2 separate regions of the Mus musculus genome follow, and region 2 is linked to region 1. Evidence: chromatin contacts called from public promoter capture Hi-C data. All regions are on one chromosome and are shown on one strand. The core of a region is the stretch at or near the end of the contact, and the rest is flanking DNA. Distances in the headings are between cores, read along the strand shown. Region 1 overlaps Fkbp9 (FK506 binding protein 9). Region 2 holds the start of Vopp1 (vesicular, overexpressed in cancer, prosurvival protein 1).

The links. Promoter capture Hi-C pulls out the DNA fragments that hold promoters and counts their contacts.
Region 2: a promoter capture Hi-C map of the HPC-7 cell line shows a contact between it and region 1. The contact joins the promoter of Vopp1 here to the enhancer-like site in region 1. A contact is called at or near these places in 5 of 39 promoter capture datasets (the 3T3-L1 cell line, the HPC-7 cell line, cranial neural crest and 2 more), 2 of 115 datasets of contacts at active chromatin or transcription factors (extraembryonic endoderm stem cells and memory CD8 T cells) and 1 of 9 other capture datasets (liver).

What each region holds. Positions count from the first base shown.
Region 1 is chr6:56,877,851-56,883,836 of GRCm38.p6, forward strand. Fkbp9 (FK506 binding protein 9) reads left to right here. Exons shown (of 10, transcript NM_012056.2): 10 at 184-1,510. The coding sequence ends at 360. Nt5c3 (5'-nucleotidase, cytosolic III) reads right to left here. Exons shown (of 9, transcript NM_026004.3): 8 at 5,825-5,986; 9 at 4,550-5,208. The coding sequence ends at 5,107. Among named protein-coding and RNA genes, the nearest start is that of Nt5c3, 43 kb to the right of the region's middle. Within about 2 kb of position 1,796, at least 41 of the 459 cell types and tissues checked have an H3K27ac peak or open chromatin away from gene starts, as enhancers often do. A contact at or near this core is called in the HPC-7 cell line and memory CD8 T cells, where this site is marked.
Region 2 is chr6:57,822,006-57,827,903 of GRCm38.p6, forward strand. Vopp1 (vesicular, overexpressed in cancer, prosurvival protein 1) reads right to left here and starts at 3,120. Exons shown (of 5, transcript NM_146168.1): 1 at 2,922-3,120. The coding sequence starts at 2,975.

The sequences.
Region 1 (5,986 bases), core at 546-3,045:
GAATTTTCATCTGCATCTAAGAAATCCAGGCCATGTTCTCAAGAACAACTTGGTTTGCAAGTGTGGACTCTTATTTTTCAGTTCCCCCACCCCCCCATTACCCGCCCTCATGCCATAGTATTTCAGGCTTGGCTCTGCGTGCCCAATTCTGCTGTTCTCACATTTGTCCTGTCCCCTTTCCAGTTCTCAGAGTACATTCATGCCCAAGTGGCAACAGGCAAAGGGAAGCTGGCTCCTGGCTTTAATGCTGAAATGATCGTGAAGAATATGTTCACCAACCAGGACCGGAATGGAGATGGGAAGGTCACGGCTGAGGAATTTAAACTGAAGGATCAGGAAGCCAAACATGATGAACTGTAAGCCTGACACAGATCAGTGTGTGCCAAGGAGTGCATGACACCAAGCGACCTGTCGTGGCGGAGCATGCTGTCAAGGTGTGAAGCTTTCTAGGAAGGTTTGAGAGTAGCCAGAATTAGGTGGGCCATGTAGTACCTGGTGCAGACAGTGGGGGGTGGCTGATGCCCACGGTGAGGACTTGGGTGGATTTCCAGTGACAGTAAAGAGAATCTGTATATAGTGCTTTGGCACAAATGCAATTGGTCTGAAGCACCAATTGCACTTGTGAGTCTTCTGGGAGGTTGTGTTAATAAAGGAAAATTATTTCATAGAAGATGTAGCTGTCATGGAGGAAACAGAAGAAGTACCCAGGTGTCTACCTAAAGAAACGATTTGGTTTAAAAGTCTTGCTAGTGTCTTCAAAAAAGTTCACCATGGGCAGAAAGATAAAGGCACACATGTTTCAGCAAGTGTCCTTGACAGCAGCCATTGCTCTTCTCAGTGTTCTGTGCAAGCTCTGGTGATACCAGGCCCCGTGCGACAGCCATCCTGTCACCTTCCCTACAAATCTCCATTTTCATGCTTTCCAGTTCACTCTCTACACTGGCAGCCCTCCAATTGGTAGTGTCTGTCACTTAAAGGTTAACAGGAGTCTCCTGGACAGGAAAAACACAGACCAAATGGAAGCTGTCTTTAGTCCATGAGTAGAGGATTTGACCTGCATTTTCTACATAGGATTGGCTTTCTCTTTCTCCACTCTATTCCTTTGGGGAGATACATGATGGCTGGGTCTCACTGGTCGGCCAACAGAAAATTCTACTGTGACTAAAGTGGATGTGTTATCCCAACAAATGAAGGTGACACTTTCTGTTCTCCCCCCCCCCATTTGTGTCTTGGAAGGCAATTTGAGGTCTCCTGCTGTAGAAAAGGCTAGCCCATTCCCACACCATGTGGTAGCTATGCTCCTACTTTATGTCCTCAGATACCAATGATGTTGGCACTCACTCTGACGTAATCAGGACATTTCCGTTTGAAATGGCGTTTTTTACAAAGTTAAACTGTTTTGTACTGATGTTGCCCTGAGATAGTTCATGCAAATGCTGTGCACTCATTCAGTGGAATATAGTTGGAAAACTGACTTCTTTTTTTCTGACATAAAATGTTGAATCATATCATCTGGCTTTATGGTATTTTATTTGAAAGTCCAAAGGATATTATGAGAATGCACTGTGTGGTTGAAGTCCCCTTGACAAAAACTTGGCAGGACAGCAGAAAACTTGTGCAGGGCAGTGGGGCATCTGGGTGGGGGTGGGAGGAAGCTGGTACTGGCAGGAAACTCACTAGATAATCTCATAGAAAGGGCTATTTACAGTTGTGGGCAGGGCCTAGGGGAGCAGAAAATGCTGAGATACTGTGAAGATAGGGTTGCTTAGTAATAGCTGGAAGCTGTTTGCCACTCCTGTGTCTCGGGTTTAAGGTGAATCAGCTGGAGCAGAGCTGCCTGAATGTGTGTGTTGAGGCAACTAGTTACACACAGAGCATGGCTGGCATTGCAGTCTAGTGAAGAATAAGAGATAGCATCTCTTCTCATCTTCCTGTCTGCTGCCTACCATTGGCTCCCAGCAGGTGAACCCCAACCTAAGCCAGACAGAAAAGACTGCAGGGACTGGGTCCCCCCAGGTTGGCCTCACAAAATATGCAATTTGTGAAGAATGAAGTTTGGGGAGACCCTGGGTCACCTAGGTGGAGGAGCATGCAGAAGGCTATGCAAGTAGTCTGCTTTGGTCTCAGGCCAGCTTGGAACAGCTGGTTCATCCAGCACATTTAATTACTGTGAACAAGTCACAGCTTTAGCTCCGTGGCCCACACTGTACAATGTGCCATGACTTGTGTTAGATGCTGCATCAGCACCCAACAGGTTTTCTTAGATTAATCTGCACCTACCAATCCACTGTCCACGTGACAGCATTGTGACTGGGGCTCTTGAAGTCCATTTTCTTTTTTCTTTTCCTTCCTTCTCTTCTCATCCTACTCTTCTTAATTTCTTTTTTTTTTCCTTTTCCATTTTTTATTAGGTATTTAGCTCATTTACATTTTCAATGCTATACCAAAAGTCCCCCATACCCACCCACCCCCACTCCCCTACCCACCCACTCCCCCTTTTTGGCCCTGGCGTTCCCCTGTACTGGGGCATATAAAGTTTGCGTGTCTAATGGGCCTCTCTTTCCAGTGATGGCCGACTAGGCCATCTTTTGATACATATGCAGCTAGAGTCAAGAGCTCCGGGGTACTGGTTAGTTCATAATGTTGTTCCACCTGTAGGGTTGCAGACCCCTTTAGTTCCTTGGGTGCTTTCTCTAGCTCCTCCACTGGGGGCCCCTGTGATCCATTCAATAGCTGACTGTGAGCATCCACTTCTGTGTTTGCTAGGCCCCGGCATAGTCTCACAAGAGACAGCTACTCTTCTTAATTTCTTAACTGATTCTTTGTTTTTGGTTTGTTTGTTTGTTTGTTTGTTAATTTTTGTTTTTATTTTCTTTTGGGGGCAGGGAGGCTGCAAGGGCAGAGGCCCATACAAAGGGACAGTGGGATTGGGGTGCATGATGTGAAACTCACAGAGTATAGAGAACATTTCGTTGTGTATACAGTGTCACATAGTATATCCCTCTGTCCATATATCTTTACTAGCAGTGTTCATTTCAATGAATCATTGGTCTGGTATGAGGTCTCTGGCTTCTGTGACACCATTAGTACTGGATCCTCACAGGGACTCCTCTTGGATATCCTGTTATTGTTCTGTGTCATGGAGATCCTGCAGTTTTGGATCTGCAGGACTCTTGTTTTTGTTTTCTGAGACAGGTGCTGTGTAGTTGTCTGGCTCTGAACTCATGATTCTCTTGTTTTGTCCTGAGTACTGGGGTTTTAGGAAAGTACCTCCGTACCTAGCCCCAACCTCTGGCTTATAAACCCCTGCAGTTTCACCTATAGGCTGATGCTGTTCTTTCCTTTGAACATAATACTCTTAAGTGTGTTCTCAGTCCTTAGATCACTAAACTTCACGTTAAATACTTTTGCTCTTTCACATGTTACTTATTACAAAAACAAAAACACCAATGGAGAGTAAGGATAAGAGATTTTTGTATCATTTAACCTTGCCTTTCTGTCCCTTCTGGTTGAACTAGAGACTGCTCTTCACAGTGAGCAGTCAGATCATACATGGTGTCTTTAGGGCACACCACTTAGTTGCCTGAAGGATCTGAAGTTTACATGTTACAGTCAGGTTCAAATAGATCACAGTAGAAACTAAACCTACAAAAGCCAAGCAGCAAAGAGATCAGGAATGGGATCTGGAGAAGGTCCCTAACTTTGCATGACTTAGTCACAGAGGAACCTACTGTGACTGGTCTGAATGTGATGTCTCCCATGGTATTGGTCCCCAGTTGGCGCTGCTGTCTTGTGGGAGGTACGGCCTTAGTGGAAGCATGGCAGTCAGAGTGGGCTTTGAGAGTTTAAAGACTCCTGCCATTGTTAGTTTGTTCTCGCTGCTTTGAGCTTGTATTTCTTCCTGCTGCCTCTGCTTCACCATCATGAACCCTAACTCCCCAGAGCTGTAAAAGCCCAAATAAATGCTCTTGTCCATCAGTGGGCTTGGCCATGGCATTTTATCACAGCAGCAGAAAAGAAACTGATACATCCTGCTATACATTGTTTCTGAAACTTTTTATAAGGAACTCTTTGTGTTCAATAAAAGAAAATGATTTTCATAGTCCTTAGTATTCTTATAGGACAAATTAAAGCCTTCCTGCAATATCTTTTTATGCTTAGACATGTATTTTGAAAGTAGGGGAGCTGGAGAGATGGCTCAGTGGTTAAGAATACTGACTGCTCTTTCGAAGATCCTGAGTTCAATTCCCAGCAACCACATGGTGGCTCACAACCATCTGCAATGGGGTCTGTTGCCCTCTTCTGGAGTGTCTGAAGACAGTGACAGTGTACTTACACATAATAAAATAAATTTAAGAAAAAAGTAGGATAAATGTAAAAATACACACTACTTGGTTTTTGCTTTTGCTCCTCGGTCCCATGTAGCCCAGGCTGGTCTGACTTGAGGCTGACCTTAAATTCTTGACTCCCCTGCATTTTTCTCTTGTGTGCTATGATTAAAGACATACGTCACCACCGTGACAGGCTGAATATGATCTGGACAACAGAATTTTAGAAAAGCTTTCTTTTTCTGGTTTATTCTCAGTGCTTCACACAGAGTATTTGCAATGTTAGCGATGCGGACACCAACAGTTTTTAAGACACAACTTCCTGGCAAATGTATTTTATAGACAAAATAAACAAATAAAACAATTTCAGAAGATGATGTCTCCATACTCCACCCCAATTTCAAAGCTAGCAGTGGTTAAAATCAGGAACATAATACATCCAGAGAGCGTCTTCTGCGCCCTTATACACCCACCTGGGAGAATGCCCTAGAAACTGCAGAACACCAAACTACAAAACTCACTTTGGAAAAGGGAGCCATCTTTCTAATTTTGGCTTTAAGATAATTTTTAATGACTTAAAAATTCTGCTGAGTATAGTGACGGAGGTGGGAAGAGGGGCCGTGGTTCACAGGTTCCACACGTCTGAAGATCGTCTGTTGGGAAAAGGGAAAAGTTCCAGGAGCAAGACTGTTTTATAAATAAGAAAGAGTCTTTCCTCAAAATGGACAGTGCCTGACCCAGGTGTACCCCTGGGGGAAGTCTTCTCACGATGGCTTGTTTATAATGTCTTCTGTAAAATTGAGTTGACAACCTCCAATGATTCTTCTTTTACTAAAACAATATCATAAGAGTCCATGTATTTTTCTAAAAGCTCGTCTACCTAATCAACAGAAAAACAAAAATAAAATTAACATGTAGAGAAGGACAGATAATGTTAATTTTAGCCACATGATGTTAGATTTGTAGAATATAAATCTAATTTCATATAAAAGGGTTGAAATATAGACATACTCTCAAATTATCTTTAAATAATTATCTTGTTTCTGATTAAGATTTTAATTTTCTGAGACAGGGTCTTGCTGTATAAGCTTATGCTGGCCTTCACTTTTGAGGCCAGCCTCCTGCCTCAGCATCATGATCGCTGGGCGACAGACATGCACCATCATGTCTAGCACACTCTCAGACTTATCATGGACAGGAATTTTTCCACATGGAAATTTTCTCACTAAATGGTTTCTTTCCACCCACACGGTTCTGACTCTGGGCAGCTTTGCACAAGGAGCACTTGGCCATGCACAGGGATATTCTGACACTCATGACTAGGGAGTGCTGCCTACTGTGAGACCGTGACCTCCACATATTACACATGGCTCTGCTTCCTATCCCCCAATCACCACTGAAGCAGGAGGCTAAAATGACCTGCCTTTGGCAACTAATTACAATGTTTCATCTTAATTTTTAAAAAAGGAAATTAAACTACAGCTCTGCACACTTACTCTGTCATTCAGATAACCAATTTTCAGAATGTGTTCAACATTGGCTACGCCATCGGCCATTCTTAGGTCTCCTTGGGAGTCCCCGAGCAGAATGATGTTGCTGTTGTCTTTCAGCTGGCTGAAGTAGTCTGTATTCTTCAGGGCACCATCGTGTTTGTTGAA
Region 2 (5,898 bases), core at 1,870-4,369, 950 kb after region 1:
CGAGAAAGCTCAGACTAAAACCTTACATTAAATTTGCATGTGACAAATCATTAAATGTTTTTGTTGTTGTTGCTGTTTTGAGACACAGCTTCTCCTTTTAGCCTTGGCTGTCCTGGCACTCAACAGGGCACAGCTCTCTACCGGAAATCAGGCACTGAAGATAATCATCATGTAAACGGGAGCGACCTAGAAAACACATGTTACCAGCATCCAGATAGTGAACTTCAGGAATGCATCAGAGCTCAGCCCTTGGGAGGTTGTCAGCCCTTCAAAGAAGTTTTAAATTCCCCATTAAGATAAAACAATTCAATCAGACATGGTGACCCATCCCTGTAATCATAGCATGTGGGAGACTGAGGCCTAGGCTACATAGGAAGATCCTGTCTTAAGAAGGACTGTAGCTGAATAGAGTATTGGCCCAGCATGTGTAAGGTTCAGACTCCCTCTGGTAGCTAAGAAAACAATAAAATTAAATTAAATGAACAAATCCAAGAATGCAGATTGCAGAAGAGGGCCTAGTTTGACTACTTTGTTCAAGGCCCTGAGGTCCATTCCTGGCACTTGAAAAAAAGTTCCTATGCAATGAAACAGGTTACAGGATAGAACAAAACCTTCTGCACTAAAGGATTAGGCTTTAGACTGATGATGTCAGCAGGCTGACAAGGAAAGCAGGTTGTAGGGGCATTAATATACTTTTCACTTGAACACAGGAGACAACCAATTTCCTGCTCCTCTTTCCTCACCAAGACCAGTGGGCTTTTTCCCTGACTGAAAGTATTCAGTGGTCTTTCAAATCTCCCACAAGAAGCGGGGGAGGGTCCTATAGTAGGAACCAATCAGCTTGCCTTTCTTTGTCTGGATTACCCAATCCCCTGTAGTAGCCTGAATCAGCCAACTAAGAGGGAAAGGAAGAACTCACCCCATCCCCAAACATAAAACTTTAGCACTGCCTGACACAACTCTGATTTCCAGGTCTTCTGCATTCTCTCTCTCTCTCTCTCTCTCTCTCTCTCTCTCTCCCTCCCTCCCTCCCTCCCTCCAGGTGCTGAGACCTTGTTTTTACTGCCTTATTTTTTTAAATCAGCACAGAAAAAAAGTCCATTCCAAAAAACTCTTGACAACCAACGTCACTATGATGGCATCAAATCAACAAAGCAGTAGATTAAAAAAAAACAAAAAAAAAACTGATGACAAGCAACAATCTTAGCGCATCATATTTGATGTTACTTTTGGTTTCCCTTCTCCCCCAGAAAAGCTAATTCAATTGACTTGACTCATTTTGAAGGCTTTTCCACTGCTGGCCCTTGAATGTAAAGCCTTAGAGTGTTGGCAGGTCTGCCACTTCTCTCATGTTCATTTCCTCAATAAACATCGTTCGAATACAAAAATATAGAAAAGAAAATGAAAAAATAAACACAACCAGAAAGAACACCCACCCTAATAAAAATAAAATCAGCAGTTTTGAAGCAGACTTTTAGGATACACACAAAGCTAAGTTGGAGACAGGAGTGGCACAAATATAGAAACAAGAGAACCCCAGATAATCTTCCTTACACACACACAGACACACACAGACACACACACACACACACACACACACACACACACACACACACACATGCAAATGAGATTGCCAGATTACAAAATTTACCTCAACGGAGATATGCTGAGGTAAACACACGTTTATTTTTGTAAACAGTGCTCTCTGGTTTGCTTTTCTACAGCAACCAATGTTGAATCATTACCCAGAGGGTTTGGTTTCTAAGCTTTTAAAAATATGAACAACAAGAAGAAAGAAAACCAGAAGTGGCACTTCTCAAAAACGTTAAATGTTAAAAAAGAAGAAGAAGAAGAAGAAGAGGAGGAGGAGGAGGAGGAGGAGGAGGAGGAGGAGGAGGAAGGAGAAGGAGAAGGAGAAGGAGAAGGAGAAGGAGAAGGAGAAGGAGAAGGAGAAGGAGAAGGAGAAGGAGAAGGAGAAGGAGAAGGAGAAGGAGAAGAAGAAGAAGAAGAAGAAGAAGAAGAAGAAGAAGAAGAAGAAGAAGAAGAAGAAGAAGAAGAAAGGAAAGAGAGAGAGTGAGCGAGAGAAACAGAAAGAAAAGAAAAAAGAGGTATTTCAAAGAAAAACGAGCAATCTTTGCTCTGATCCGAACTTAGAGCTTGGAGAAACTGTTCCCTTAACTCTCCTGGAAAGAAAGACTTTTCCTCCAGCATAAATGAGAATCTTTCCAAGCACCGCTGACTCCCCAACCAAGGAAGTTTACAGTTTTCTGAGGCAGGACAGTGATAGTCAGAGGGGCATCCTTACCCACTTAAACTGACTTTATTAATACAAAAATCTTTCAAAATACTGAAGCTGTGGAGGTATGAACAAACCTCCAAACCCCAATCCATATTTTACACACCAGATTTTACACATCCACTCTTTTGCCTTTGAATGAACCCGCTGGAGCAGGAAGGGTGGTTCGCGTCACAGGATGTCGCAGTTCAGTCGACCGCAGCCCCGCTCTAACCCTGGCTGTACCTCGGCGGTGCTTCCACCCACCATCAAGTTTCCGCGGCTTCACAACAGTACACCAACCACCCAAGCTCCCCGTGGGATTTTTCTCCTCGCCTCTAAAAGCCTGCACTTCATCTCCAAAGGCAGAAATGTCCCTGTCCCTCCTACCAGCTGCGGGAGGCGCCGCCCCAGGCCCCGAGAGACAGGGAGCGCGTGTGGACACGCACAAAGGTCCCTCCCGGGGACGCAAGCCCGAGCAAGCAGCGAGAGGGAAACGGGGCGCCGACAGGAGGAGGAGGCGCGCAGGGAGGACAGGGGGTCCCGGCATCAGACCCCTCCGCCGCCCCACACCGCAGACTCGCGAGCTCCGCAATGCCCTTCCCGCGTCCCTTCTCCCGAAGGCGCGGGGAACCGGCGGCCCTACCTCCACTAGCAGCCCGAGCAGCAGCGCCGCCACCCTGCCGAGCCGGCGGCCCATGGCTCCAGCGAGGACCGTCCGAAGCCGGGCTGTACGGCCAGCTCAGGGCCAGTCCGCACCCCGGGACGGGCGGGTGGACTCCGGGGATACGAGCTGAAGCCGGCAGAAGGACGCGCGGCAAGCCGGCGGAGCTCGAGGACGTGCCAGGCCGCCCTCGCCGCGCGCCCCCGATCCACCTCACGGGCGCGCGCTCGTGGGCTCGGAGCCTGCAAAGTCTGTGGAGCGCGCTGCGGGACGCGGAGACAGCGGGGCTGGGTGAGAAGACGGCCTGATGTCTCCTCTCTCGGAAGAGACCATCTTGTCTCACCTTGATAGTTCTGGGAAGGTTTTTATAGGACACCGGGTTTGGGAGCTGGGGGATGGATACGGATGGACCCATCACTGGGTCTTCCTGAAGTTTCTAGCCACGGAGACATTCTCACTGAGGTTCCTGTAGGTAAGGTGGGAGGTCCACTCCGCCCCAGGACAGTTAAAACCACAAGGAAAGGACAGCTGGTTGCAAAAGGTTAGTGTAGGTTTATGCCAACATCTTTCTGCCTGACTCTGCTAGGACCCCACCTTTGGACTCCACAGTGCACCTCACCTTTGAGGTAGGCTCTTTGACCATAGGGAATTGCTGCTAACTATTCTTACTTTCTCTCAGACATTCCCCTCTGGCCCCTCTCCACACACACATAACAATAAGGCTCAGATGACATCTGAATTTACTGAACTTACTGAAGCATTGGTTGAACTTGTATCAGACCTGAGCTGGAGGCCAAATATGTAGAGGTGAACAAGAAAACAGCTAGTTTAAACTATGATGCGTAACGCTGAGTACAGAGATCAGGAAATAGAATCAATCCTTTAGGTTCAGAGAGATCCCTAAACAAGTAGCAACACTTGCCAGGAAAGGCTGAAGATTTGAGCTTCTCCCTGGATATGTAAGATGGAAACAGAATCGTCTCGTTGTATCACATGGGCACATGGCATACATGCATACCTTCAGACAAACACATCACGCACACAAATGAATTAATTTTTTTTTTTTTTAGCAACTAGAGTTCGTTAAATTACAGAACCACCTCCAACAGGATATGGAGGGAAGACAGAAAAACGGATCTCTCACAGGCGAGTCTTAAATACTTTGCCAACTTTCAGTACACATACTTGGTTAAGATAGAGCATACACCATGAAACTATACCTGCTATAACTGGCAAGCAAAGAAGGAAAAAAAAAAAAACTGGCCTCATGATTACCCTCAAATTCCATGTTCCAACACAATAATAGCTTCCTGAAGTTTTATAGTAACAGGATAAAAATAAAAAATCAAGCCCTTTAGTGGAGGCACTAAGTAGATAGGTTATAGTGGAGCAGGGAAATCTCTGCTTTGGCCCTGATGATATTCTTAATTCTGGTCACTAGAAGCAGTTTCTTTGGGGAGTTGTTTCTGTGCACACAGAATTGACTCAAAGCCTGTAAAGGATCGTTGGGCTATGGTAACTTTGTCTTCCTTACAAATCTTTTTTGTAATAATTTTTAAAATTGTTTTAAAGAATTTCGTGCATGAGTATGTATATTTCCTTTTTTCATCTTCCCCTCTCCAATTCCACCTGTGGCCCCTCCTACCCCCTCTCAAATTTATGATCTCATCTTCAATTGTTATTGTCACATTTATACACAACACCTATGTCTAGTGCATTATATTATAGAACGTACTGAATGCATTTAATGTTGCTCATATAAACACATTTAGGGCTGACCACTTGGGACTAGATAACCTAAAAGGGGTTAATTCCTGGAGAAAACTGAACTTATATATGTAAGTTCATGTATATACATATACTTACTCTCTTGATTTTGACTAGTTGTGGATCTCTATAGTGGCTTCCATCTACTGCATAATAAGGAGCTTCTTTTGGCAAGCAGCGTGAACAATGTTCATCTGTGGGTATGGGCATAAGTTTTCAAGAATACAGTTAAAAACCTATATTGATTTAGGAAAATGGCAGTGGTAGGTTCTTCTTTAAGGTTTATGACCTCTGCAGTTCCAGGTAATTGGTTAGGTTTACAGTACAAATAATTCTCACCTATTGATTGAGCAGCCCCCAAGTTCACTTAGACAGCTGATAGTTACCCCAAAGACTTAACTACAGCCATTAGCCATTGGGTATGTCTTGCTGGGCCAGTCATTTTTGTGCTTTGCTGGATTTATCCCTGGGTAAACGTTTTGATTGTTTTTCTCCCTTGTCAATTTACATAACACCTTCTGATGCTATAGCAGCTAATCCTCAGGGAAGAGGCTTCGAGATCAGTTACAGTTAAATTCTTCTAAATTCTGTGTCTACAGCAATAAGATTTTTACCTCCAAGTTCTGAGAGGCAACCAAGGGCAATGCAAGTAGCCATTTATTTATTATTTTGGGAGTCCTTTGGACAATCCTGACCAACAACTCAAAGGGAGGCTTCCCACTTCTGGTTGTCTTCATTAGGGTTTCTATTGCTGTGAAGAGGCACCATGAAAACAGTAACTCTTATAGAGGACAACATTTAACTGAGCTTTAGTCCATTGTCATTGTGGCAGGAAGCATGGTGGTCTCCAGTAAGACATGGTGCTGGAGAAGGAGCCACGAGTTCTATATCTGGATTAGCAGGCAGTAAGAAGAGAGACACTGAGGCCTGACTTGAGCATTTGAAACCTCAAAGCCCATACCCAGTGTGGTGTAGCCTTCCTTCAACAAGACCATATCTACAACAACAAAACCACACCTCCTAATAGAGCCACTCTTTGGTGACAAAGCATGTAAATCTATGAGCCCATAAAGGCCATTCCTATTCAAACCACCACACTGGGACTGAAGTTTTCATTGGATGGTCTATGGTTATTGGGGGAGCATTGTCACCCCATGAGGCAAAACTTTGTTTTAAAATTTGGATACACATA